Regions from separate parts of the Mus musculus genome. Here region 1 is linked to region 2. The links are chromatin contacts, called in public HiChIP or PLAC-seq maps. All regions are on one chromosome and are shown on one strand. Each heading gives the region's core, a stretch centred on a gene start, on an enhancer-like site or on the middle of the called end of the contact. The rest is flanking DNA. Distances are from core to core; before and after follow the strand shown.

Evidence for each region. HiChIP or PLAC-seq counts read pairs in DNA pulled down with a chosen protein or histone mark.
Region 1: a contact with region 2 is called in an H3K4me3 HiChIP or PLAC-seq map of bone marrow-derived macrophages, with 2.7 times the contacts expected there. The contact joins two enhancer-like sites. A contact is called at or near these places in 2 of 484 Hi-C or Micro-C datasets (cochlea and cortical neurons), 9 of 115 datasets of contacts at active chromatin or transcription factors (bone marrow-derived macrophages, craniofacial prominence, differentiating embryonic stem cells and 6 more) and 1 of 9 other capture datasets (liver).

Annotation. Positions count from the first base shown.
Region 1 is chr2:4,408,714-4,411,556 of GRCm38.p6, reverse strand. All of the region lies in intron 1 of Frmd4a (FERM domain containing 4A), which reads right to left. Among named protein-coding and RNA genes, the nearest start is that of Gm23691, 29 kb to the right of the region's middle. Within about 2 kb of position 1,561, at least 44 of the 459 cell types and tissues checked have an H3K27ac peak or open chromatin away from gene starts, as enhancers often do. A contact at or near this core is called in bone marrow-derived macrophages, where this site is marked.
Region 2 is chr2:4,241,173-4,243,944 of GRCm38.p6, reverse strand. All of the region lies in intron 1 of Frmd4a (FERM domain containing 4A), which reads right to left. Among named protein-coding and RNA genes, the nearest start is that of Gm39752, 4.9 kb to the left of the region's middle. Within about 2 kb of position 1,269, at least 4 of the 459 cell types and tissues checked have an H3K27ac peak or open chromatin away from gene starts, as enhancers often do. A contact at or near this core is called in bone marrow-derived macrophages, where this site is marked.

The DNA.
Region 1 (2,843 bases), core at 312-2,811, 170 kb before region 2:
CTCCATCATCCACATCTGGTTTTTGCTCCCAAATCTTGGACTCACTTTTATCTTCGAATCCCACAGGTAGCCTGCTGGAAAATCCTGTGTTGCCCAGTGGTGATGCCACCCAGAGTGTGGTCTCACTCACTCAGTTTCTGTAACAGCCATCTGGCTGCACACTTGCACTCACTTCCACCCCTGCAGACTTACCCTAGAAACACCCAAACCAGTCCCATGCAGCCTCTCGGTGGGACAGGCCCCCCGCCCCCCACATTCTGCCTTGCTCTTCAGCGTGGGTCCTATCCACGCCCATGTGACCTCCACTGTCCATCTGTTCTCCTCGGCCACCCTCAGTCTCTTGCTGTTCCCTGAAGTCACACTTCTGCCTCCATTTATCCTGGGGCCTCACCAGGCGAGGGAAGAGCTCTACCACTTTCCAGCCCTGACTCTTTGTGTTAACTGCAATGTAAGGATGTGGAAGATGGCTCAGTTGGTAAAATATTTGCCATGCAAATCCAGAACCCAGCACACATGAAACAGTCCTCAGAAGCAGTGATGTGTCCATTAGGCGTTCAGCCTAGCCAAACTGATGAACTCTAGGTTCAGTAAGAGATGGAAAATGATGACAGAGGAAGACACTTGATGCTGACCTCAGGTGTCCATGCAAACACGCACATGCATGCAATGCACAGCCCCTCCCGACACACACAATGTGTGCATATCCACATATCCACAGATGGACACTACACAAAGGGTGAAATAAAGTGATGCCTTCTTCCCATTTCCCTCCAACTGCTTTATTCATCTCCATGGCAATTTCCACCCTCAGCATCCTAATAATTTATTCATCGATTATGTTTATTGCTTGCCTCTTCTTTAGCTACAAGCTCCTCCAGGACAAGTGTGTTCTTACTAACACCCTACTAAAATGCGTTGGGTCTGTGTTGGGTCTCCGTATGCATGTGCTTACATGTGCACATGCATCTGTATATGTGCACACACACACCTTTACACACACACATCTGTACACACAAACATCTGTACACAACAAAAAGCTGTGACCTAGAGGGTCAGGAGGTACTACTGAAGGCTCCAGCCAAAGAATGAACAATATGTTTCAGCCACAGGATTAAGTCCAAGGTCAGAGGAAAGACTCTGTGTGTGTGTGTGTGTGTGTGTGTGTGTGTGTGTGTGTGTGTGTGTGTGTAAGACAATGGAAGAAAGGAAGTTTAAGAAATAATAAGCTGCCGGAGTATGTGAAGGGCCTTTTGTTTTATGCTGAGGAGTTTGGTCTACAGGGAACACAGATGAGGAAGGGGACAAGGAACAGAGGAGAGGGTGCGCTCGCGAGTGTTTATGAGTGGAGCTGGGGCCAGAGAGTGGTGAATGGATATATTGTAGTGGTTTTATAATGACTCAGGAGAGGGGAGATCCTGAGACAAGATTGTGGGAGCAGACACCTTGCTTGAAGAGACTGACAAATGGTAGATCTGGTTTTGGAAACAGTAATCCTAAGAAGCTCAATGCAGGGGGAGCTGAGACTCTGCAACTGAAAGGAAGTGGGGAGGCAGACTGGTGAGTCAGCCCTCACAGGACAATGATTTTAAAGCCTCACGAGGAAGAGGAAGAGGAGTGATTAGAAAACCACAGGTGGCGCTCCCAGTAACAAAGAGAAAGGCAGCAGAGATCTTTTGAACTCTGGGACATCATCTGAGGGTTCGGAAAAGAACATGGAGAAATGGACAGGACCGAGAAGCAGCCATGACGAAGCTGGTGTGACAGACAGGTGACCCCATGTAAGAGGATCAGAGGAGAAGGCAGGAGACACTGGCCTGGCAATTGGCATCTTCACCTTCCAGCTAACCCTGCAGACCACAGGACCCTGGGCGCTTCATCCCTCCTTTCCTATGCACTAGCATGCAGCCATTTTCCTCAGTATAAAACCCAAACCATGGCCATGCAAAGCCTACAGTTCAGAATCTTCCCGCTGAGTGTTTGCTCCTCCTCTTGGAGTGTGGTCATTTCTACTGGCAAGACAAAAACACTCTAGCTACAGAAGAAACAAAGGACTGTGTTTTGGGTATTATTCTCTGAATAGTTGGCTATCTTTCCAAGTTGGAAGTTGTAGAACTCAGCATTAAAAGAGTTTGGAATCTCTATTGACTAAGCTACAGCCTTGGGAACGGGAAGGGACACAAACCAAATTGTTGCGGACTACAAAAACCATGTTTTCCACAATAAAGAAAGGAAGGAACCACACACAAATACCAGCTTATAATTTCTCTGTGAAATAACAGACATGTTCCACCCTGTCTAGGCAAAAAGATAGCCATAGGTTATCCCTCAAATATAGCCTAGTCTTGGAAGCAAGAAGATAGAATGTTCTATAAATACTTTCTGTTTATGCATGTTAACACTTTTAGTCTATGCATCTAGTCAGTCCGTCACCAGGAAGCCTGGCATTGCTTGTGATTCATTTTACTGGCCAAGTATGCAGATCATCTAGGTAAGTTGGCATATTAATTTCTCATTTTGCAGGGATACTATCCTGGGATCTTCAGTGTGATTGGGTGATTGAGGCAATTTGGGGGTGGGGCTCCAAAAAAGCATCCTGCATTTTCAGGTTGTAATACGGTTTCTACTATTAATGCAGTACATTAATTATTAAAGGTTTATTAACTGTTCAAGTGCCTGTTTAGTTCTTTGTTTGCTTATTATGAATGTGGGTACGCTTGTGCTATGCGGGGGTCAGGGGACAACGTAGGGGAGTCAGTTCTCTTTTTCTACCACCTTTGAGTCCTGAGGATCAAACTCTGGACTTTGGACACGAAGGGCCCTCACCTGCTGATTCATCTGAAGCC
Region 2 (2,772 bases), core at 20-2,519:
TATGTTTATAATATATGCCAAGGAAAAGAGAGAAAGCCAAAGAAAGGAGATAAAAGAAACAGTAATTACATGAAACTAAAGAATGAAAATCAATGAGAACAATACGTGCTCTATGAGAGTACTCTCTGAAAAAACCATCCTTCCCGGCAGCCCAAGCAACCCAGGGTGCCCCCAACTGCTTGGCTCGCTCTTGATGCCAAGCATGACTTTCCCTCACACACCCCTTCCTGGAGTTTTTGCAGCTTTTACTGGTGGCTGTGCTTCTTGAAGTCCCGTTTGCTGGGCGAGGGTAGGGGAGTGAGGATGCTCTTGACGCTGAGGTGAACTGATTGACAGGTTGAATCTGCTTGGAAGCTTCTTGAGTGTGGTGCAGGCATTTTAGGCTATGCAGAACTAGAGCTGTTGTGCTATCTGCAAGAATTCCCACCAGTCTGTGTGTTCAGCTTTGTGGTTTTGTAGTTGGAACCAGACACAAAGGACCTTGGATACCTTCTCTAAAACCAAAATATAATGGGGGATGAGGTCATTACCTGGATGATGTGCCTGATAGGGAAAAGCTCAGGCAGGAAGGCTGATGGAGTGGGCAGTATCTTGGCCAAGATATGTTCAATAGATGCTACCAGTGGGTGAGAGGGCAGTAACATACTTGCAAGGGAAGTACAAGGGTGGACAAGACAGGCTGTACAGGTGAAGAGTTTAGAAAGAGGATTCTGTTGATGGAGTAGATTGCACAGCAGTGGAGTAGGGGAAGCATACACCATACAAACACATCAGATCTTTCCCACCAGGCTCTGAGCTGCAACCCTCCATTTCTACAGCAACTGATCATCAGATCCAGGGGGGTACACAAGCTTTGGGGTTGAATTCTCAACTGTTTAATGGCTGAATATTGGATTATGAAGGTAATCAAAGCAACAGCAATCAAAACCAACAGTTGAAAAACATCTGAGCTGGAATGGCTCCTATAAACTGCTGGGCAGAGCAGCAGGATCTCCGTGGCCTGACACTGCCTTTGGGGATTATGCCCAGAGTTCATGCCCAGCGGATGCACGGAACAGCGAGTGTCTCATACAGGGCATTCTGATCTGATTCTATCTGCATGTCCTCTTGGATAGTGAAATTTATATATATATATATTTTTAAATTTGTGTACCCACTACACTAGAGAGAATCTGGGAATTAAATGATCAGGTACCTTATGGTTACACAACAATTGGAATGTGGAAGTAGTTGAGTGGATGACACAGCTAAGCCACAGTGGACCACGTGGGACTGGGTAATGGGATGTTGCATGTGACCAGAGCCTTCAGCCCTTCTTCTTCATGGTTTAAACTTCTTCATGATATTACAGAAGTTTATACAACATCAAATACTTCCGGCAAGGGAAGTCTACAGATTCTACGATAGTGTGAAAGAAAAATGGCCTCAATAATTTAAAATCTTCAAGAACTTGGACCAGTTTCTAGTGCTGACACAGCAGTGCAAGACAAGGCTCCGAGTTACCAAGAGCTAGAGGAGGCTTGTTACAAATTATAATTGCATTTACATAAACACAGCCGATTTCTTTAAAACCAATTTTCTCTTCCACAACTGTTTCTGGTAGAAACCTGCTCATATTATTATTTTACTGTTTTGTGATGATGGAATTCTTTGGGACCTGCTCAGCCTTGGCACATGTTAGATACTTATCTCCCATAACTGTATTTAATCATATGAACAATATCACATATTATTTTTTCTTTTTTTTTTTTGAGTTTGATTTCTCTTGTAGCCCTGTGTATAGAACCCAGGGCCTTAGGAATATTAAGCAAATGCTCTACCACCGAGCCTACTTCTTAGTCTCATAATCTTATTTTTTCAAAGTTAAATTATTTTTTGAGGTTTTGAAAATTTTATTATTAGTCAGTAAGTAGTAACTGAGCAAATTTATAGGGCACACTGTGATATGTATCCATTATATAACGATCAAATCAACATCTATTTATTGTTTCTTTGTAGTGAAGCATTAGAGAGCCCTTCTTTTCATTACTTTGAACTATACAACAGAGGCTGGAGAAATGGCTCAGCCATGAAGACCACTGGCTGCTCTTGCAGAGGCCTCAGTTTTGCTTCCCAGTACTAACATGGCAGCTCAGGGCTACCGATAACTTCAGTTCCAGGACATCTAACACCCTCTTCTGACCTTTGAGGGTACCAGGAACATATATGGTACACATGCTTGCATGAATGCAAGATAGTCACACGCATAAAATAAAACTTAAAAGAATAAATACACAATATGTATATATATGTATATATACATACATACATATATATACGTACATATATATATATATATATATTGTTCTATGAGGACATATTTCTCATGCCTGTAAGCTACTACAGCCTTCATAGTGTAAGAGAGCTGAGATCTTGCAAGTTTTTTTTAAATTTATTTTATTTTTAAAATAATGGATATATTTGTGTGTGTGTGTGTGTGTGTGTGTGTGTGTGCTCATGTGTGCTTGTGTGCGCACATATGAGTGCAAGAAGTGGGCACTGCATCCCCTACAGCTGGAGATAATAGGAAGTTGTGATCTCAACATGGTACTGTGAACTCAACCTAGACCCTCTGAAAGAGCTCTTTACCATTGAGCCATCTCTCCAGCACCAGATCTTAAGAATTTTTATCTTTCACAAAGGCAAACATAAAAAAAAAAAAAAAAAAAAAAGCAATGGCACCTTCTCCCTATTTACTGGGGAGGTCTCAATATCTTTCTGCACATGAACACT